7 separate regions of the Mus musculus genome follow, and all the other regions are linked to region 6. Evidence: chromatin contacts called from public HiChIP or PLAC-seq, capture Hi-C and promoter capture Hi-C data. All regions are on one chromosome and are shown on one strand. The core of a region is the stretch at or near the end of the contact, and the rest is flanking DNA. Distances in the headings are between cores, read along the strand shown.

What was found. Promoter capture Hi-C pulls out the DNA fragments that hold promoters and counts their contacts. HiChIP or PLAC-seq counts read pairs in DNA pulled down with a chosen protein or histone mark. Capture Hi-C pulls out chosen DNA fragments and counts their contacts.
Region 1: an HNF4G HiChIP or PLAC-seq map of pancreatic cancer cells shows a contact between it and region 6. The contact joins the enhancer-like site here to the promoter of Srsf1 in region 6. A contact is called at or near these places in 16 of 39 promoter capture datasets (3T3-L1-derived adipocytes, the C10 cell line, the HPC-7 cell line and 10 more), 3 of 484 Hi-C or Micro-C datasets (B cells and embryonic stem cells) and 21 of 115 datasets of contacts at active chromatin or transcription factors (the 230-238 cell line, astrocytes, bone marrow-derived macrophages and 14 more).
Region 2: a contact with region 6 is called in an H3K4me3 HiChIP or PLAC-seq map of bone marrow-derived macrophages, with 6 times the contacts expected there. The contact joins the promoter of Coil here to the promoter of Srsf1 in region 6. A contact is called at or near these places in 11 of 39 promoter capture datasets (the 3T3-L1 cell line, the C10 cell line, the HPC-7 cell line and 6 more), 1 of 484 Hi-C or Micro-C datasets (pro-B cells), 14 of 115 datasets of contacts at active chromatin or transcription factors (the 230-238 cell line, astrocytes, bone marrow-derived dendritic cells and 7 more) and 4 of 9 other capture datasets (adipose tissue, liver, macrophages and 1 more).
Region 3: a promoter capture Hi-C map of liver shows a contact between it and region 6, with 3 times the contacts expected there. The contact joins the promoter of Trim25 here to the promoter of Srsf1 in region 6. A contact is called at or near these places in 14 of 39 promoter capture datasets (the 3T3-L1 cell line, the C10 cell line, the HPC-7 cell line and 7 more), 9 of 115 datasets of contacts at active chromatin or transcription factors (the 230-238 cell line, astrocytes, cardiomyocytes and 5 more) and 4 of 9 other capture datasets (adipose tissue, embryonic stem cells, liver and 1 more).
Region 4: a capture Hi-C map of embryonic stem cells shows a contact between it and region 6, with 2.6 times the contacts expected there. The contact joins the promoter of Scpep1os here to the promoter of Srsf1 in region 6. A contact is called at or near these places in 7 of 39 promoter capture datasets (the 3T3-L1 cell line, cranial neural crest, embryonic stem cells and 2 more), 4 of 115 datasets of contacts at active chromatin or transcription factors (embryonic forebrain, embryonic stem cells, large pre-B cells and 1 more) and 1 of 9 other capture datasets (embryonic stem cells).
Region 5: a contact with region 6 is called in a promoter capture Hi-C map of 3T3-L1-derived adipocytes, with 7 times the contacts expected there. The contact joins the enhancer-like site here to the promoter of Srsf1 in region 6. A contact is called at or near these places in 5 of 39 promoter capture datasets (3T3-L1-derived adipocytes, the C10 cell line, hippocampal neurons and 2 more), 5 of 115 datasets of contacts at active chromatin or transcription factors (embryonic stem cells, large pre-B cells, pro-B cells and 1 more) and 2 of 9 other capture datasets (adipose tissue and liver).
Region 7: a promoter capture Hi-C map of hippocampal neurons shows a contact between it and region 6, with 6 times the contacts expected there. The contact joins the promoter of Scpep1 here to the promoter of Srsf1 in region 6. A contact is called at or near these places in 9 of 39 promoter capture datasets (3T3-L1-derived adipocytes, the C10 cell line, cranial neural crest and 4 more), 1 of 484 Hi-C or Micro-C datasets (B cells), 13 of 115 datasets of contacts at active chromatin or transcription factors (astrocytes, bone marrow-derived dendritic cells, bone marrow-derived macrophages and 8 more) and 4 of 9 other capture datasets (adipose tissue, embryonic stem cells, liver and 1 more).

The regions. Positions count from the first base shown.
Region 1 is chr11:88,871,752-88,874,792 of GRCm38.p6, reverse strand. All of the region lies in intron 3 of 4930556N13Rik (RIKEN cDNA 4930556N13 gene), which reads right to left. Among named protein-coding and RNA genes, the nearest start is that of Akap1, 8.7 kb to the right of the region's middle. Within about 2 kb of position 1,387, at least 32 of the 459 cell types and tissues checked have an H3K27ac peak or open chromatin away from gene starts, as enhancers often do. A contact at or near this core is called in liver and pancreatic cancer cells, where this site is marked.
Region 2 is chr11:88,972,670-88,975,457 of GRCm38.p6, reverse strand. It overlaps Coil (coilin), which reads right to left and starts at 1,523. Exons shown (of 7, transcript NM_016706.2): 1 at 1,256-1,523. The coding sequence starts at 1,509. It also overlaps the pseudogene 2210409E12Rik.
Region 3 is chr11:88,997,915-89,000,973 of GRCm38.p6, reverse strand. Trim25 (tripartite motif-containing 25) reads right to left here and starts at 1,571. Exons shown (of 9, transcript NM_009546.2): 1 at 892-1,571. The coding sequence starts at 1,485. Gm11496 (a long non-coding RNA gene) reads left to right here and starts at 1,538. Exons shown (of 3, transcript XR_388949.3): 1 at 1,538-1,755.
Region 4 is chr11:88,904,367-88,907,352 of GRCm38.p6, reverse strand. Scpep1os (serine carboxypeptidase 1, opposite strand) reads right to left here and starts at 1,425. Exons shown (of 5, transcript NR_045955.1): 1 at 1,309-1,425; 2 at 685-879. It overlaps Gm23507 (a small nuclear RNA gene), which reads right to left and starts at 2,232; the gene lies at 2,126-2,232.
Region 5 is chr11:89,023,055-89,025,873 of GRCm38.p6, reverse strand. No RefSeq gene overlaps it. Among named protein-coding and RNA genes, the nearest start is that of Gm11496, 25 kb to the right of the region's middle. Within about 2 kb of position 1,508, at least 223 of the 459 cell types and tissues checked have an H3K27ac peak or open chromatin away from gene starts, as enhancers often do. A contact at or near this core is called in 3T3-L1-derived adipocytes, adipose tissue, liver and 2 more, where this site is marked.
Region 6 is chr11:88,046,066-88,048,842 of GRCm38.p6, reverse strand. Srsf1 (serine and arginine-rich splicing factor 1) reads right to left here and starts at 1,470. Exons shown (of 4, transcript NM_173374.4): 1 at 811-1,470; 2 at 169-353. The coding sequence starts at 1,004.
Region 7 is chr11:88,954,068-88,957,011 of GRCm38.p6, reverse strand. It overlaps Scpep1 (serine carboxypeptidase 1), which reads left to right and starts at 1,570. Exons shown (of 13, transcript NM_029023.3): 1 at 1,570-1,718. The coding sequence starts at 1,643.

The DNA of each region.
Region 1 (3,041 bases), core at 138-2,637, 830 kb before region 6:
TCTGGTATGCACCCTCCCCACACACCTCTGTTTCTATTCTCAGCCTTCCTCTTTCTTTCCTTTTCCCCCATCTCTTTCCTTCCTACCTTTCCCTTCTCTTCCTCTGTTTTCTCTTTCTTTCCTTCTATTTATTTATTTACTTATTTACTATATGTAAGTACACTGTCACTGTCTTCAGACACTCCAGAAGAGAGCGTCAGATCTCGTTACGGATGGTTGTGAGCCATCATGTGGTTGCTGGGATTTGAACTCAGGACCTTCAGAAGAACAGTCGGTGCTCTTAACCACTGAGCCATCTCACCAGCCCCTTTCCTTCTATTTATAGTTGAAGTCTGGGGATTCAGTCTAGGACTGTGTGCATGCATGCTGGGCAAGCACTCTACCACTGAGCTATATCCCCAGCCAAAATCTGTTTTTTAGTTTTTAATGGCTGCTAACATCACAAGACATCCATAGATACTTTTTTTTTTCCCAGCGCTGAAGATCTATCTCAGAGTCTTGCACATACCAGGCAAGAACTTTACTGAGCTAAACCCCTAATCCAATATAGACAAATTTTATGTATAAGTTACATAATAAGTTTTTAAGGGGCTGGCAAGATGGCTCAGTGGTTAAGAGCGCCGACTGCTCTTCCGAAGGTTCTGAGTTCAAATCCCAGCAACCACATGGTGGTTCACAACCATCCATAACAAAATCTGATGCTGTCTTCTGGTGTGACTGAGACAGCTACAGTGTACTTACATATAATAAATAATAAATCTTTTTTTAAAAAGTTTTTAAACCGGTAACTTCCCTGTTACCCTAATTCCCTCATTTCCAGAGAAAATGAAAGAAAAGGCATCCTAGCGCTCCTATCCCTCAGGAAAGGGAGGGTCACAGCTGCTCACAGTGGGAGACAGGCTCATAATCCCATCAGCACCGTCTACTAAGATGGAAATGCGACTTCCTTCTGCTTGCGCTTCTCCCCCTCAGCCGAGGCTGCCAGCTCTTCTTGCCAGGTTGTTATTTCCTTACATGGTACAGAACCACACGTGCGTCTGGAAAGCTGTCCTGTCTTGTTCTGCATTATATATTATAAAAACCTACAAATCATACAGAACACAACAAACGAGAAACGTAAAATCCCCAGGAGCAGGCTCGGGTTCTATGGGGGGCGGAGTTACGATTACTTATGTTTTCCTTGCGGGGCAGTTTCTGACCAGAGAGTATTTACTCTGGAGATTATCTGAGGGGATTAAAGCTGAGTGCCCCCCTCAGTAGATCTCACCCTGCGGTGCGTCCGACTTACGTGTGGAATAAATACAGGTTTGTCTCACCTGCAACCCTCTGAGTCTGCAGTGAGAAGCTCAGATGTGGCTCTAACTGCCCTCTGCACGCCGCTCTGCCACCCACTCCGCCGGCGCTGACCCTCTCCTTTGTCTTCTCTCCCTCCTTGCCCTCCCCCATTTTCCCCAAGTCTCAGGTAGCATCGCTTGAACTAAAATTTCCTCAGTAGGTCAGAATGACCTTGAAATCCTTATCCTCCTGCCTCAAGCTCTCAAGTGCTTGGATCACAGGTGCTCGTCACCACGCCCAGTGTACGGGGTACTGGGAACCGACTCAGGACTTCCTGCACTCTAGGTGGACGCTTACTAACTGAGATCTATCCTACCGGTTTTTTAGTTTTGGTTTTATTAAGACAAGGTCTCTCTGTGTAGTCTTGGCTGTCCTGGAACTCACAGAGATCCAAGTATCTATGCCTTCTGACTACTGGAATTAAAGGTGTGAGCCACCCCTCTGTTTTTTTGTTTTTGGGTTTTTTTGTTTTTTGTTTTTTGTTTTTAATAAGCCATTTCTTTTTTTCTCCCCACCCCTCTGTGCTGGAGATCACATCAGAGCCTTGAATAGGCTAAGCAAACACTTTGAACTCATCCCCAACCCCACTAAACCATTTTTTAATATGCCCCTTGCCTAATTTTTTTTTCTGATTTTGGTTTAAAAATAACAATAAGGAATATTTAAAAGGAAAACTAGTAATTCCAAATCAGTTGTCCAAGTACTAACATATTATTTCTGTGGCTCTATTCTTAATTATGTGTAAAGACCTTTAAAATTTGACACTAAGCACTTTGATACTTTTAAATTTTTTCATGCAGCCATATAGTGACAGAAATTGCTAAATAGTCCATCAAGAGTATTTACCTGTACCATAATTTAGCTAACCAGGTCCCTATTGGTGGGCCTTTCAGCTGTGACTTTATTTTTCAGTTCTCATAAAGAAAAACAGCAACAAGTTGTTGAACATAAGTGGATTTGGATTTTCTTTTGAGTCAGTTCCCTTGGGTAGTTTTGTGGGAAGCTGGTTATTGGGTCAAAGGATAGGAACTGGGTTTTTTTAATGACTCTAGTTAATGATTACTAAATTGCTTCCTCAGAGATTGAACAGATCTATAGAGCACCCTCTCCCTGGCATAATCCCTGAGGTTTCACGCACTGGTGGCCAGTACTACTACAGATGTAGCCCATTATCCCATGATAGATGGAAGAGATGGTGGTTCCATTTTATCAGTCACATTACCTTACTGAGAAGGCGAGAACCCTCACGTGTACCTTAAACCATTTCTAGATATCTCATAATATCTAACATAGCATAAATGCCTTGGAGTTAGTTGTTTTAGTGCATTGGTTAGGGGATATAGTGACTAACAAGAAAAAAGTTCATACAGGTTCAGAATAAATAATGTTGTTTTTTTTTTTTTTTGAGATAGGGTCCTAGCTATCCTAGGACTCACTATGTAGATCAGGCTAGCCTTGAACTCATAGAGATCTGCACGCATCTGCCTTCTGATTGCTGGGATCAAAGGTGTGCATCCTATGCTAGGCTTAGTTAATCTTGGTGTGTAGCCAGCCCAGCCTGGCCTTGAGTTTTACAGCCCTTTTCTCTGTTTCACTTGCCCTAGTGCTGGGATTCCACAAGTGCACTTTCCGAGTATTGTCCATCCTCAGTTGATTAGACCCTCGAACCTGGACCCTTGGGGAGATGAAGGGTCAACTGTACATCA
Region 2 (2,788 bases), core at 274-2,773, 930 kb before region 6:
GAAATCCACCTGCCTCTGCCTCCCAAGTGCTGGGATTAAAGGCGTGCACCACCACGCCAGGCCTATAATTCCAAATTTAACTCACCGCAGCGGAAGCTTAGAGGTGTGGTTGGAAGTGGTGGGACCATAGACTATATCAGTATGTATGCCAACTGGTATGACCAATCGCATCAGCCCGCCATCTGAGACAACTAAGCCACCTGCCAACTAGTCACACTGTAGTCGCTCCTGGATACTCACTTCAGTGACAACGATTAAATTCTCCTTCTTGTTGTTTTGAGACAGGTTTCTCTACCCAGCCCTCACGAGGGTGGCTTCAAATTCAGAGATCTGCCTGCCTCTGCCTTCTGAGAGTTAGGATACAAGGTGTACGCCACCTCCACTCGGGCCTCTCTCTCTCTCTCTCTCTCTCTCTCTCTCTGTCTCACATTTGTTTCTTTTGTTTTCCAAGACAGGGTTTCTCTGTGTAGCCCTGGCTGTCCTGGAACTCACTCTGCAGACTAGGCTGACCTCAAACTCAGAAATCCACCTGCCTCTGCCTCCCGACTACTGAGAGTAAAGGCGAGCGCCACCACGCCCAGCCTGATTTTACCTTTTTTCTTTTTTAAACAGCTCTCACATATGCCAGGCTGACCTATGTAGCCAAGGATACTTTGAACTCCTGATCCTCCTGTCTGTCTTCACCTCCTCAGTGCAGGGATTCCTGGTTAGCCAGCTGGGAATCAAATCTAGGGCTTTGAGATGCAAGCAGTCAAGCTACTGAAACACACAGCCTTCTGTGTGACACGTGAAACGCATTCCGATACCAATTGGATGGGACCCAATGACACCTGAATGAGACACAGAAATCCACCAGAAGTGGACACTGCCAAGGCGCTAAGGTGGGCCATTCCATACATTACTCAGAAAACATCTCTGCTTCCTGCCTGCAAGTGCAGCCCAGAGAAGGCGGGTCTGTGGCATATTTGCGCCATGCACACTGCACACAGAGCCTGGCAGAGTGAGTACTGGCCCTGCTCTTGAGCACCGGAGCTGCTCCAAGTTTAGTCCCCCTGAAATGAGAAGCGTCCCGGGGAACCCGGGGAAGGATGCTCCATCCTGGGCTGGACCACTCAGGATCTCGCGAACCTGCCTTTCCGCAGCTGGCTAGCTCGCTACCCGGATCCTGCATCCTGCGGTCCAGCAAGCGCCCCCCACCCGCACCCGCACCCCGAGCCGCGCGCCCCCACCCCCACCCCCGCGCGCTCCCGCGCACCTGAGGCTGTCGTTGTCTCTCACCAGGCGCGCGCTCTCGGCAGGGGGCAGCAGCCCCCCTTCCAGATAGAGGCCCAGGAGCGCCCCGGAACTGAAGCCGAAGCGCTGGCGGATGAGACTGATGAGATCCGTGACAACTCGACATCTGTTCAGGTCCACCAGAAGCCAGAAGACCGTGCAGTGTGGAGTGGCCGGCGGCGGGTAGTCAAATTGAAGCCGTAGCCTAACCGTCTCGGAGGCTGCCATCTTGCTCATGCTCGACGGAAGCCGAGAGGTTCCAAGGGCTTTCGCAGCGGCGTGGTCCGGCGGCCCGCCCCCAGCAGCAGCTAGCGTGCGCCGCCTGGGGGCGCAAGTAGGTCTGTAAGGCTCCCCTCGCGAGCTCCCCATTCTTTCTCAGGGCTGAACATACATGCAAGTTGACTGTCAGGATAGCTGCTACGATATCGGTTCGTGTAATTAAACAGAAACAAACCAAAAATCTATAAAATTAATAAGCAGCAAGCCTGACTCGAACCCCTGTAATAGGTTTTTACTTTTCTACCAAAAAGGTCAGGAAAGCACCAAATTGTGGTGCGTGTCCAAGCAGAAAATGAGACATTCTCGTGATGCGAGACTTAAAGTTCTCATAAGACTGTTTAAAACTCACACACACACGTCCTTGGGGGCCTCAGGGAGTTCAGTGTGTCCTCTGTCCCTGACCAGATCAAGTGCTTTCCTCATCTTGAGGCAGAACAGTATTCTGAAAGTGTTGACGGTCCAGAGAGTCAGAAAGCTAAATAAATAGGAAGATTTTCTTTAAAAGATTTATTTATTATATATAAGTTACACTGTAGTTGTCTTCAGACACTCCAGGTGGTGCCTAGGTACCCAGAGAAGACACTCAGGAACCACACCATTCACTCCAGAGCCTGCTGTTCCCGACCAGTCCTGCCTGTAGCAGGCCCTATCATCCCAGAGGGAATCATCCCCTACGGACGCCCTGTTCTAGCTTTGTTCCTTTCTCCTCAGGGATGGCTGCTGCTGGCTGCTGGCTGCTGGCCACCTCCAGTCGAGAGGTAGAATACAGTATGACGCGAGAGCAGTATTTGTGCTTTTAGGGTTATTTAATATTTATTTTAAAAGACAGCCAATTTATTTATTTATTTTCAACTAGAGAATGGGTCTCTAGGTCTCTAGGAATTGGCTGTGGGGCCCTCACTGCACATCTTGTTCCTTAGCACTGTTTCCAGAATCCTTCCTCACGTCTGGAAGAGGTGGAGGAAAAGATTAGGGGTGGATCTCCAGGCCTTCAAAGACATCTCCTGTTCTGAAGGCCAGGCCCACTGTGGCTGGGGTCTCTGGCCTTGCTACCTGAAAAGTGAAGCCACATTCCCTCAGAGTTTTCATCTCATCAAGGAGCTGGTTGTCCTTGAACAGCAGCTGCTCCTCAGGAGGCCTCTTCATGATGCCCTCAATGATGCGCTTGAGCTCCCACACCGTGCTTGACTCCTTGGCATCAGTGAAGATGGTGGTCTTCTTGTGTCGGATCACAAGA
Region 3 (3,059 bases), core at 322-2,821, 950 kb before region 6:
TGCTCAATTTTCACACAGCAAGATGGACTACACCAACTGAGCGCGTGCGTTTAGTCTCAGCACTTGGGAGGCAGAGGCAGGCAGGTCTCCATGAGTTCAAAGCCAGCCTGGTCAATATAGCAAGCTCCAGAACAGCTAAGACTACATAGTGAGACAGTCTTAAAAACAACCAAAAAAGGGCTATACCACAGTGCCAAAGTCACAAGCAGGGATTTCTGAGGCTCTGTGTTCACACTCACTATCCATTCACACCCTCCTCAACAGAGGCTTCTGTTACCCTTAACCTCAAGCTTCCAAGACTGCTCCATGCTCTGGACTCAACAGATCTGTGGTCTACAGGGAAAAAGGAAACCAGAAGCTGTGACTCAAAGCAGCCTGGTTCCTGCTAAGCTAATTTCTCTGGGCCTGTTTTCCTGAACTAAACAGACACAGCCCTGAGCTGTGGAATGAACTAAACAGACACAGCCCTTTCGTGCTGCCAGGATCTGAAGGGGTTGGAGAGGTAACCCCCAGGGTTCCTGGTTAATATTCAAAACTACTGAACTCCACTGGACAAACACAGACTTGGGGCAGGCACTCTTACCTGTGCCTTCCGTTGTGCTCTATGTAAAATAGAACTAAGAGGGCTGGAGAAGGCAGGCGATAATGGATGAGCGGGAGGCTATATAAAATCTACTTGTTTGGTCTGTGGGGATGGCTTCCTACTGCCCAACTCCCAGACTGCGGCCCACGGAGCCTAAGGCCATGAGGTCTGTGAAGGAATGGGATCTCTGGCCCAGCAAAGCCTATCTCCTCTAGCAACCCACTGTACTACAGGGATACCCAGGATGGCCTCTCCACAATTCAGCTGATCCAAGCTGTCCTCTATACCCTCAACCAGCCACTCCCTACCTCCAGGTCGGCGCTGGCTTGACTTAGGGTCGTAGGGGAGCAGGTCTTGTGCTCTACCAAGCAGATATGGCAGATGCACTCGCCATGCTCGGGACAAAACAATTCCCGAAGGCGGTTGTGCTGGGTACATTTGCGGCGCAGAAGGTCACGAATGGGCGACTGTAGGGGGTGATCCTGGAAGGCCGGACTGTCGAAGTGAGGCCTCAAGTGCTCCTGGCAGAAAGAGGCCATGCACACGAGGCACGTCTTCACTGCGATCTCCGTCAGGCAGTGGTCGCAGGCCACCTGGGTGGCTGCGCTGGAGGCGGAGAAGCGGGCAGGAGGCGTCCAGTCGTCCACCGGGGTCCGCGCCTGCTCGGCCTGCAGGAACTGCTCCACCACCGCGCACATTACCGTGTTCTTTTGCAGCTGCGGGCGCACCTGGTACACTTTGCGACATTGCGGGCATCGGTACGGCGGGCCCTGGACGACCCACGTCTCATCCAGGCATGACATGCAGAAATTGTGGCCGCACGGAGTGGTGACAGGTTCCTTGAAGAGCTCCAGGCAGACGGAGCAGGACAGCTCCTCGGCCAGAGGATTCAGCTCCGCCATCGCGCTCGTGGGCTCACCCGACGTGACGCGCAGGGACAGCTGCGCACCCTACCGCGCGGTACTTAAGAAGCAGCGAGGAAGGAATCGAAACTGAACAGGAGGGGCGGCGCCCTGGGGCTTCAGGAAGTCACGTGGGTCCCTGGGGGCCGGACAGTGGGCGGGAGGCTTCCCTCCTGGTGCTGGAAGCCAAAGGTGATTATGGGACCTGGGGAACTCTGATGCTCTCCACACCCCGCGGACCCGAGCGACGCACGACCCAAGGGCTACCAGGTGCAGTTTCAGAGGCACTCTGCAGATGAATTGTCGCAGGGGCTGGAATATTCCCACCCTCCTGGTCGGGGCCTACGTCCTAGCACAGTGCAGCAGAGCTTTGGAGAACATTCATCTGTGTCCCCGAGGTGTCACCAATCATCCCTCCAGAACAGGACCGGTCTTATTAAAACTCAAAGCCAAACAGAACAAAATACTGTTGACCCAGAGCTTGGTGGCTCGTGCCCGTAATTTAGTCACTTAGGAGGCTGAGGCAACAGGATTGCCGTGAGTTCGATGTCAGACCGGGCTAGAGAGTTAGTGGCCGTCTCAACATCTAAAAATAGGGTTGGGGAGATGGCTGTACAACAGAATATGAGACCTAAACACAATTACTAAAACCCTGGTTAAGACTGCACAAAATTGACACCCCCCTCCCCCAATAACATACACATAATAATTTAAGGAAAAGAAAAGAAACAAAACACAATTCTATGGACTGTGGCTGTCTTCCCCTTCCCTTCCCGCTCCGTTCCCCCTCCCTTCCCCTTCCCTTCCCCCTCCCTTCCCCTTCCCTTCCCCCTCCCTTCCCCTTCCCTCCAGCTGTGCTGCCTTTGTATGCAGCTCCCTCTTCTTTCCTGATGGTGGGCTCTGACAAATCTCCTCCCAAGCCCTAAAGGCAGGACCCTATGGTCATCCATTCAGATCTGGTGTTCCTTTTATGGTAGATGATCTTTAAAACAACAACAACAAAACCTAATATTACAAAAGTTGGGTGTCACAACTTTTGCCCCAAGTCAGCTCCAGCCACCGGTCCTTAAGCCAATTAAATGAGCCTACTTAAAAGAGGAAAACAGAAAAAAGAGACCCAGCAAACCCCTCAAGTCCACCTTCCCCGTTCTGAAGTGAGAACAGAGTTAAAACAGAAGGCAAAAATATTTGTATCTAAGTGCCAGTCCAGACCTGGTCCAGCCTACCAGTGGCCCATCATTGTCTGGGATTCAATCTCATTTGGTAAGCTGTTCTGTCCCACAAGCTGTACTAACTGTGAAATCTTTTCCCAGGAGACAAATTCTCCCTCTGGTCTCTCCCAGCATGAGATTCCAAGGAAACTCCCATTTCTCTGGGGTTCACTGTTTCAATAATGTAACAGATTGAGACACAAGTGTCTCTTAAGAATTTCTTCATCTAAGCCAGATTGGTTATAATACTTTTAAATTGGGTGAGGTGGGACACACCTATTATCCCAGAACTCTCTCTGGGGAGACTGAAGCAGGAGGAACTCAAATTCAAGGCCAGCCTGGGCTACATAGAACCCACCCTAC
Region 4 (2,986 bases), core at 176-2,675, 860 kb before region 6:
TGTAGGCTTGAAGCTGAGCTGAGGAGGAGCCCTTAATAAACAGGCCTACGGTGAGACATGAATAGGCCACTTGGCCCCAAAACTCAGGTTCTCTTTCTTTCTGTATTTATTTATTTATTTATTTATTTATTTTGGTTTTTTGAGACAGGGTTTCTCTGTATAGCCCTGGCTGTTCTGGAACTCACTTTGTAGACCAGGCTGGCCTCGAACTCAGAAATCCGCTTGCCTCTGCCTCCCGAGTACTGGGATTAATGTTTTTATTTTTTAATTTAATTTACCATCAGTGTAGGGGTGATACCTGTGTGTGCATGTGTCATATAGCCTGCACATGTAGATCAGAGGACAACTTGCAATAATTGGTTCTCCTCTTCCACCACGTAGATTCCTAGGATCAAATTCAGATCCTCAGGTCTATGTGGCAATTGCTTTTTCCACTGAGCCATTTTAAAGGCCCTTGTTATTTTTTTTTTTCTCCTGCCTCTGCCTCCTGGGTGCTGGGAGCAAAGGCATGAGCCACCCATGCCCTAAGGCCTCTCAATTCTTAATTATCTGTCCTTCCTCCTACTCTGGGTTCTGGAATGGCTATGTTCATTCATGCCCAGGCAGCTAGCTCCTGATTCTGGAAAGAATGGAGAACAGGGGGTAAGACATGAGGTTTGAGCAGATTCTGCGAGGTTATGGTACCTTTTGAAAAAGTAGTCTTGGACTGGCGAGATGGCTCAGCGGGTAAGAGCACTGACTGCTCTTCCGAAGGTCCTGAGTTCAAATCCCGGAAACCACATGGTGGCTCACAACCACCCATAATGAGATCTGACGCCCTCTTCTGGTGTGTCTGAAGTCAGCTACAGGGAGCGGAGTTGACCGGAGCAAGCAGAGGTCCTAAAATTCAAATTCCCAATAACCACATGAAAGCTCACAACCACCTGTATAGCTACAGTGCACTCACATACATAAAATAAATAAATAAATCTTAAAAAAAAAAAAAGAAATAAAAAGGAAAAAGTAGTCTTGATCAAGAGACCACAGGAGTGGCCTTATGGTAAAGGTAACAAGCCAGGTCCACTCCTAGCTGGAATCTCTGTATTCCTCATCAGTGAGATCTAAGCTGGGCCTGAAGCTCCAGCTGCTCCTCCTGCCCTGCTAAGATGAACCAAAATAAATCCTTCCTTTCCGTTGCCTCTTGTCAGGTATTTGGTCTCAGTGACAGAGAATGTATCTAATCCGGATGTTCAGAACACAGCATAGAACATCATTTCCAAGACTGGAAGAGACAATGTCCTTCTTTGCCCATGTCTTTGTACTGCTTACTTATTCTGCAGGGATCCGTGTCTCCTCCAGGCAACTTTGTGGAGAGTTGCACTTCCAGGAGATAAGGATGCAGAGCTAGCCAGCAGCCACCAACCGGAGGCAGAGTCTCCTCTCACTAAACTTTCTGGTGAGACTTAAGGCTCAGCTGACAGCTTGACTATGACATCATAAGAAGCCAGAGGCAGCTTGCTAAGCCTCACCTGGACTCCTGACCTAGAAAAACCATTAGGTAACAAAAGCTCTGTTGCTTTAAGCCATGACCTTTTGGGGCAAATTGCCACACAGCAGGAGGCAACCAAGGAACTGCCTTGTCTCAGATTAAAAGAATGATGGTTGCTGTTAAGCTGGTGTGGAGGCAGGAGGATCAAGAGTTCAAAGCTAGCCTCAGCTACGTGGCTGAGCTACAAGACACTGTCTCAAATGACAAGAATGAAGCGTTGGGAACAATAGAGCCTGGGGTAGATAAGAAATGTTAATGAAAAGCTGGGCTGAAGAGATGGCTCAGCTGTTAAGAGCACTGACTGCTCTTCCAAAGGTACATACTGCGTTCAATTCCCAGCAACACACGGTGGTTCACAACCATCTGTAATGGGATCTGATATCTTTTTCTGGTGTGTCTGAAGACAGCTACAGTGTATTACACATAAAATAAAAGCCTGCAAGGGTTTGGCTTAGTGTGTGTGTGTGTGTGTGTACACTCATGCTCTGTGAGATGCTAACAGAAAGACAAATGAGGCAACTTCTTTCCTGGGGTACATGTGTCCAGGGATATAATGTATAATTTAATTCTTATTTTATTTATTTATAAACATATATATATATTCGTGAATGCTTCACGAATTTGCGTGTCATCCTTGCACAGGGGCCATGCTAATCTTCTCTGTATCATTCCAATTTTAGTATATGTGCTGCCGAAGTGAGCATTGATTCTTTTTTTTTTAAAGATTTGTTTATGTTTTAGTACACTAGCTGTACAGAGGTTATGAGCCTTCATGTGGTTGCTGAGAATTGAATTTAGGACCTCTGCTTGCTCTGGTTGGCCCCACTTGCTCCAGCCCAAAGATTTTTATTTATTATTATAAATAAGTACACTGTAGCTATCTTCAGACACACCAGAAGAGGGTTTCAGATCTCATTATGGATGGTTGTGAGCCACCATGTGGTTGCTAGGATTTGAACTCAAGACCTTCAGAAGAGCAGTCAGTGCTCTTAACAATTGAGCCATCTCTCCAGCCCGTTGTTTTTTTGTCTGTTTGTTTGTTTGTGGTTTTTTTTTGGTTTTGATTTTGGTTTTGGTTTTTCAAGACAAGGTTTCTCTGTGTAGCCCTGGCTATCCTGGAACTCACTCTGTAGACCAGGCTGGACTCGAACTCAGAAATCTGCCTGCCTCTGCATCTCAAGTGCTGAGATTAAAGGTGTGTACCACCACTGCCCTACATATTCTTATTTTCTAAGAGAAGAATGGCCATACACAAAGTGCCTTAACTAGGAGGCCCAAAGCTGGTTCTCTTAGTTTAGACACCATGACCAAGGCAACTCTTATGAAGGAAAACATTTAATTGGGGCTGGCTTACAGTGTCCAGGTTCAGTCTATTATAATCACAACAGGAAGCATTGCAGCACAAAGGTAGACATGGTGCTGGAGGGGCTGAGAGTTCTACATCTTGATCAGCAGGCA
Region 5 (2,819 bases), core at 259-2,758, 980 kb before region 6:
ATGACACTGTGTGAGAAGATGCTAAGTCAGAGTTCAGGGCAGGGACCCACAAAGGCTGGTCAGGCAGTGAGGAGTGTGACTTGGACAAGCAGCTGTTCTAAGTGCAGCAGCTGACAGTGAGCTGTAAAAGCTGGGATTTCCTCTGGGAAGTGTCACTTTAAGGACTAGAAGGGCCATCGTCTTAGTCCCTGTTCTCTTGCTGTGAAGAGATCTGAGCAACAAAAGCAACTCTGATAAATGAAAGCATTTCACTGGGGCTGGCTTGCAGTTTCACAGGCTCAGTCCATTATCATCATGGTGGGAAGCATGGCGGCTTGCATCTGGAACAGTAGGGAAGAGCTACATCCTAATATGAAAGCAGAGACAGACAGACAGACAGACAGAATCAGAAAGAGAGCCAATGGTATGTGATGGGCCCACTCTCAGTGACACACTTCTTCCAATGTGAACAAAATCCCTAAACTTTCTAATCCTTTCAAATAGTGCCACACTGGTGACTAGGCATTCAAATATATGAACCTATAGCCTCACTCATATTCAAAACACTATAACCCTCATTAGCAGCAGGGAGGAGCTGACCTGATGGGAGAAATCAAAAAGATAAATCGGAAGAATTAGGCATGGTGCACTATCTGCGAATTCTGGAAACTGAGGCAGGAAGTTTACAAGCTGTCTGGATTAGAGCGTGAGATTGAGGCCTGCCTGGACCACAGAGTGAGATTGAGGCCTGCCTGGAGCACAGAGTGAGTTCAAGGCCAGCCTGGACGAATCAGTGAGACTCTGTCTCAAAAATAAAACATCCCGGGCTGGAGAGATGGCTCAGCGGTTAAGAGCACTGGCTATTCTTCCAGAGGTCCTGAGTTCAAATCCCAGCAACCAAATGGTGGCTCACAACCATCCATAATGAGATCCGATGTCCTCATCTGGTGTGTCTGAAGACAGCTACAGTGTACTTATTTATAATGATAATAAGTAAATCTTTGGGCTGGAGTGAACAGGGCTGGAGAGAGCAGAGGTCGTAAATTCAATTCCCAGCAACCACACGGTGGCTCACAGCCATCTGTACAGCTACAGTGTGCTCATATACATAAAATAAGTAAATAAATAAATCTTATAAATAAACAAAGCATCCCTGGAATGTCACTCAGTAATAGCGGATGCTCCCCTAATATGTCCACGCCCCTATGTTCAAACACCAATATGAGAAGGCAGCAGTAAACTGGAACTCTAGCAGTGACTTCTGACCTACTTTCAGTGTCCAGAGGCAAAATTCTCTTTTCCTCCCAATCCTGTGGCATCTGGACCTCCGGCTGCTTTGCTGGCTGCCTTCCAGGCAAGTGACGGAGAAGAAGTCACTCCCGGGCACTGCTGGAGTGTGCTTAAAGGTCTATCTTGAAACAGACTCATTATGCGTCACTAGAAAGAAGGAAGAAACGGGGAACTAGAAACTGATCCACCCAGCCATTGGGCTCATAGGACAAAGTTCAGTTACACAGCAGCCACAAGCATCCAGGGGCAGGCCAACCTTTCTGTTGACATTTCTTAGAGTGTTACTCTGGGAGGGACTGCACAGTTAACACTTCCTGTTTCTGTAGTAAATTTAGATGTTTGTGCGTCAGTGTGCGTCAGTGTGTGTGTGTGTGTGTGTGTGTGTGTGTGTGTGTGTGTGTGTGTGTGACAGGATTTACATTATTATGTTCATGTGGCTGTACATCTGTCTGTACACAGTTGTGTGAGTGTCAGTGCAGGTGCCCTAGAAGCCAGACTAGGGCTTTAGATTTTTTTTAATTCTTTTTTAAAAAGATATATTTATGTATTTATAAGTACACTGTAGCTGCCTTCAGACACAACAGAAGAGGGCATTCAATCCCATTACAGATGGTTGTGAGCCACTATGGGTTGCTGGGAATTGAACTCAGGACCTCTGGAAGAGCAGACACTGCTCTTTTTAGCCCTGGCTGTCCTGGAACTCACTTTGTAGACCAGGCTGGCCTCGAACTCAGAAATCCGCCTGCCTCTGCCTCCTGAGAGCTGGGATTAAAGGCGTGCACCACCACGCCCGGCTCGAAATAATATTTTTTAGACATTAGATGAGGTCGTTTCTATGGATCCTCTCACAGTTAGTTGAATACAAGTTGCTTTAGAAGAGGTGAGAGAAAGGCCAGAAAGAAGACATACAAACACCAACGCCCTGACTCTGGCACTCTGGAATGTGGTGTCCTGAGTTGTCTTGGAACTTTGCCAGTAAGGTTCTGCTAGCCTAGTAGAACGGTGTCTTAGTCAGTGTGCTATTGCTGTGAAGAGCCACCATGACCACTGAGGCAACTCTTATAAAAAGGAAGCATTTGATTGGGGGCTTGTTTGCAGCGTCAGAGGATTCCTCCATTGTTGTCACGGCAGGGAGCATGATATCCTGGAGCCTGATCCAAAAGGGAAGAGAGGGAGGGAGGGAGGGAGAGAGAGAGAGAGAGAGAGGGAGAGAGAAAGAGAGAGAGAGAGAGAGAGAGAACCTGAGCCTAGTCACACCTGTTGATCCTTTCCTTTCAAACAGTTCCATTCCCTAGTGACTAAACCTTCAAATATATGAGCCTGTGGCAGTAGCCATTCGTATTCAAACCACCACAGAGGGCATACATCTACAGTCTCAGCACTCAGGAAACTGAGGCAGGAAGATAGTGAATTTGAGGCTATAACATGGTGCATCAAAAACCCATTTTTTTTAAACAAAGCAAAACAAGTCCTGTTTCTATTGTAAAATTAAATATACTTTTCACGGGCTCCACAGATGTTACCTATGACTCTTAAAGTAAAAGCTCTGC
Region 6 (2,777 bases), core at 221-2,720:
GGGTAAATCACCACCACAGTAATCTTTATTTACTAAATTCATCCCAAAGACCGAAGTAGTCCAAGACCCCGTGTGTAAAACAAAACAAAAACAACAATAACAAAAACCTTGCAGTACTCAAAGCAGTCATGCGGGAAAAAGATTTTAACCCGCACGAAGTCAACTCACCAGAGACAACCACTCTGTTCTCGGACCGCCTGGACGGCGGGCCATAGCGGCCTCTCGGGGCGCCGCCGCCTCCACCCCCGCCGCCGCCTCGGCCGGTCCCGCGGCCGCTTCGGGGAAACTCTACCCGCAGCCGGTAGCCGTCGTAGTCGTAGCCGTCGCGACCGTACACCGCATCTTCCGCGTCTCTGCGTGTGATCACAGAAAGCGAAAGGGGGGGGTGATGAGGGGAGGGAGCCGCCGGACCCAGCTCGTTCGCCCGCTCCGGGGGTGAAAAGCCGCGGCCACAGCGCACATGCGCACCCACGGGGCCACACGGAGCCCCACATGCGCCGCATAATAGGGCCGGCCCTTCCCCCACCCAGCACCACGCCGGGCAGAGGCTCCCGACCACCTCGCCGGCCCTCAGCGCCTCGGTTTCCCGCTCCGGGGGCTGCGCATGGGCTCGGGGGGTAGGGGGGACGTCCGAGGCGGCCGGCCACCGGAGACAACGCGCCGCCTCTCGGCTCTCCTGACTCGACTCCTGCAGGGGCGATAGCGCCTCGGAGCCCCTCCTCTCCCCCCATTATGTTCCAAGGCCTCCGAGCCTTCCCCAACTCCTCCACGCTATCTCCTCAAGGCCGCGCACGCCCCACGCTGCCTCACCGCGGGTCCTCGAACTCAACGAAGGCGAAGGGCGGTCCCCCGCGGCGGTTCTTCAGGTCGATGTCGCGGATGGCGCCGTATTTGTAAAACACGTCCTCGATGTCCTTGGTTCGGATATCCGGAGGTAGGTTACCCACGTAGATGCGGCAGTCGTTGTTCCCCGCCGGGCCACGGATCACACCACCTCCCGACATGGCGGCGGCGGCGACGACGAAAAGCGCGGACTCGGGGGGGGGGAAGGAAAAAAAAAAAAAGAGGCCTTCCTACCAAGCCTAGCGTACGGCAGAGCGAGCCCTCAGCGGCACCACGTCTCCCGCGGCCGCTCCAAAATGGCGCCTTTATCAGCTCGGCGCACTGATACCGGGGGGGAGGGGGAGGAAGAGAAGCCGGAGGAAGCGGCTCGTCCCTCCCAGTGCGCAGGCGCACGCCTCTAACGGGTGCTGAGAAGCACGCTCGCGCACGCGCGACGTCACCCTCCGCACGGAGGGGAAAAAGTCCCTCGCGTCCTGGCGGGTTGACTGGCTGCTGGAACGTCCAGGCGTTTAGTAAAAATCACATGCTCTGGTTAAAGCGGTTATTATTAATCCCCACTGAGTCCAGAATCGTCGGCCACCTCGGGGGTAGACCCTCTCTGAAAGCAGCTCGGCGCTCTAAAAAGATTGGGTGAAACCTATCTTGCAAGCGTGTCCCACCATGCTCCGCGGTGGTAACGGCCTTTGGCGGGAAAGGCGCCGCGGGGCGGAGATAGATGACGCTGAGCTGTTGCTCCGGAAACCTGGGCATCTTCTGCACTTCGGTGCCGCCGGCGGGAGTTGCAGGTGATTTCATTTAAAAGCCGAAGCGGAGCAGTGTGGCTTCTGCCTCTGGGAACCTGCGGTGGGCTGCATCTTAGTTAAAGTGTCTAGACGGATCCTCCATATCTATCTAAATGAAAACTGTGCCTTGAGTTTTCCTCTTCCTCCTTTCTAAGGATGAAAAAGGAAGAGTGATAAAACAGTTTAACTGCAGAGCCGAGATCCCGGTTCTGTGCTGGTCTAGGGAGATTATTTATTTATTTGTTTATTTTGCCAAGATTATCTGCAAAAGGATTCTTGCATTGGATACCACAATTTTGCTTCTTTGTTTTGTAATAACGGGAATAGAAGAGCCTTACGTGTGAAATCATACGGCCTTGTAGTGTTGTTAATGAACTCGAATTATAATAAAAGCAAACCAATCTGGACTTAAGCTTGTGTGCCTGAAATCCTATCACTCCGGAAGCTGAGGCAAGGAGGGTCCAGCCTACCCTGTTATACACAGTTCTAGTAAAGGTTATCCCGGAGCCAGGCAGTGGTGGCGCATGCCTTTAATCCCAGCGCTCGGGAGGCAGAGGCAGGCGGATTTCAGAGTTCGAGGCCAGCCTGGTCTACTGAGTGAGTTCCAGGACAGCCAGGGCTATACAGAGAAGCCCTGTCTCGAAAAACCAAAGGGGAGGCGGGGGGAAAGGTTAGCCCGGGACATTCAGGGAAACCCTTTCTATTAAAAATATTGAAAAACAAAACGTTTTCTTGGTGTTGTTTTTGTTTTGGGGTTGTTTTGTTTGAGACACGATTTCTCTGTGTACCCCTGGCTGTCCTGGAGTTCCTGCCTTCTGAGTGCTGGGATCAAAGTCACTACCTCCCAGCTAAAACCAGAGCCTTTCATGATTGGATAGAGACAGCCAGGCGTAGTGGTAAATGCCTCTTGAAGTTTTTGGGAAGCGGAATTTCAGGGTTCAAGGCCAGCCAGAGCTGTGTCGACCCTATCACTAATAAATATGCTAAGTCGGATCCCCACAGGTTCTAAGGGTGATTCTTTATACTGTAATTTTTAGTTTTTAATTTTTATGTTATGCATATTGTGTCTTGGGGTGGTGGGTCATGCCATGGCCCATGTGTGAAAGTCAGAAAATAAGGTGCAGTTCACCACTCATGCCATGTGAGCCCCCG
Region 7 (2,944 bases), core at 321-2,820, 910 kb before region 6:
GGACACAGGATACGCACTACACTTTCTAGAAGCTATAAAATCTACAGGTTGCAAAGAAAAACATTTCTGCTGATGCATAGGAGGCATGGGGGAGGATAAAAACCTGAGTCAGGGACACATTCTTTGTTCTTGCTTTCTTTTGTGAGTTTGTTATCTTAAAACAAAGTTTGCAGAGACAAAAGTCACTTCCAGGTAGCTCTTGCTGTTGCTTGGCTCTGTGAGGTGACTCAGTACCCCTAAAATATTCCGTAAAATAAAAATTTATCTTCAGACAGACATATCATACACACACACCTCTGCAGTCCATGTTTTCTTCAAATTCCTCTCCACAAGCCCTTGATACCTTCTTTTAAATAACTGCTTTGAAGATAGTATATCACACACAGTGATGTTGACCATGCTATCAAGAGAGAAAAAGTCCACTTTTTTTTTGCTGTGTTTAAAATACATAACCAAAAGTTATAGGATCTATATAGTAATTTTTTATGAATTACTAGTATATTAATGACACATGTGATTTGATAATAATATTTTCGATTCACTTTATCTATGTGAGCGTTTTGCCTGCAGGCTTATATATGCATCATATGTATGCTTGAGGAAGTGCCAGATCCCCTGGATCATGAGATGTGGAGTTCTGAATCTGTACGCCACCATGTGGGTCTTGGGAACCAAACTTGGGTCCTTTGGAAGAGCAACAATGCCCTTAACCCCTGAGCCACCACTTCAAAGTAATGGGTTTCTGAAAATAGAATCTAGACTCTTTCTTTCTCTCTTCTTTTCTTTCTTTCTTTCTTTCTTTCTTTCTCTCTCTCTCTCTCTCTCTCTCTCTCTCTCTCTCTCTTTTTCTTTCTTTCTTTCTGTTTTTTTTTTTTTTTTTTTTTTTTTTTTTTTTTGAGACAGGGTTTCTCTGTGTAGCCCTGGCTGTCCTTGAACTCACTCTGTAAACCAGGCTGGCTTGGAACTCAGAAATCCACCTGACTTTGCCTCCCAAGAGCTGAAATTAAAGGTGTGCGCCACCACTGCCCAGCTCTAGTCTTAAAAGACCTGCTGGTTCGTGCTTTAATCTGACTTCATCTTTTCAGATGCAATTTTTTAAAATTCTAGGCCTGAGACTATGGAGATGGCTCAGTAATTTAAGAGCACTTGTTGGTTTTCCAGAGGACTCAAATTCAGTTCCCAGCATCTGCACCGGCCACTCAAAAAGCCCTGTAACCCTAGCTCCAGAGAAACCCACTCCTTCTGCATAAACCCACACATGTGGCATATACATTCATACACACATATGCACATAAAATAATAAAAACAAGTCTTAAAAGATAAAACATAAGCCTTTTGTCGGAGAAGACAAACACGGGCCGGGCTGAGGGGATGGTGGTTATCCAGTTGTAGTTTTCTCAATTCTTCCCTACTTAGTAACCAAGGTCAGATGACATATTAACTGCCTCCTTTGTAGCACCTCCCTCGAGAGCCCTTTGTAGGAGGTCCTGGGTGGGTCCGACCGGCAGAGGGAGCGCGGAATCCTTAGGAGTGTCAGGGCCCACTTAGGCTCCGCCCCTGACTCCGCCCAGTCCCCGCGCAAGCCGTCACGCGATGGCCTTTGGCTCCTGCCTGTTGCTGATGTTGCGGCGGGGTTTTCATCATGGAGCTCTCGCGGCGGATCTGTCTCGTGCGACTGTGGCTGCTGCTCCTATCGTTCTTACTGGGCTTCAGCGCGGGTAGGTTCGTGAGAAAGACGCACCAACGGTGGGTGCCTCCTTCTCGAATTTGTTGATGCGTTCGCGTTTTTCTTTTTCTTTTTTTTAAAACACATTTCTTTCTCCCGCTTCTTCCCTTGAGAAATTTATATTGTTTCTGAACCTCTTAATTTTTATTTGTGTCTTAATTCAAAGTGCCTTTTCCTGCCCCTTCCTGATGCAGGGTGATTCCTGGAGATGGAAGTGTTTGTACAGAAACGTATGGTTTCAGGAAATTGCTGATGAGTGAGACTTCACGGTCTAAAGGCCACCTCCCCTTTCTCCTGTGGTTAGCTGCCTAGTGACGTTTTAGGGTCATTTGATTGAGCTGAGATTGGAGGCCAAAGAGACCTCTACAAATCCTTGCTTTGAAACAAAGCCTGCCACCTCTGCTGGTTTAGAAGAGACAAAATATCAGCTGACTGCTCTGGCCTATTTTTGGGCAAAAAAGAATTTTGTTTTGTGGAATGACTTGCAAATTGGCACATTTTCTTTCTTTCTTTTCTTCTCGTTTTTTTCCTTTTTTTCTTTTTGTTTGTTTTTCCAGACAGGTTTTTTTCTGTGTAGCCTTGGCTGTCCTGGAACTCTCTCCATAGACTAGGCTGGCCTCGGACTCTTACCTACCAAGTGTCTGGATTAACTCTCACTTTATTAAAGGAAAAAAATATATTTTGTCTTGCCTCCATGTCTGTCTGTGTACTACTTGTATGCCTGGTGCTCTGAGAAGTCAGAAGAGGGCTTTGGATCTCAGGAAAGCGAAGGTACAGAAGTTGTGAGCTGCCATGTGAATTCTGGGAATTAAACCCAGGTCCTCTGGAAGAGCAAGACAGTGAGAAAGTGATCTTACCAGCTGAGCCATCTTTCCAGCCTTTTAATTTAATTTCTTTCTTTCTTTCTTTCTTTTTTAATTTGTTTTGTGAGTGTCAAAGGGTGTGTGTGTGTGTGTGTAGTCAGAGGACAACACGGAGAAGTCAGTTTTTCTATGATGTAGCTCCCTGTGACTGAACTAAGGGTGCCAGGCTTGGTGGCCACTGTCTTTTATCTCCTGAGTCATCTCACCACCCCTGATTTTCAGTCTTTTTTTTTTTTTCAAAGATTTATTTATTTTATGTATATGAGTACACTGTAGCTGTGCAGATAGTTGTGAGCCATCGTGTGGTTGTTGGGAATTGAACTCAGGACCTCTGCTCGCTCCATCCAGCCCTGTT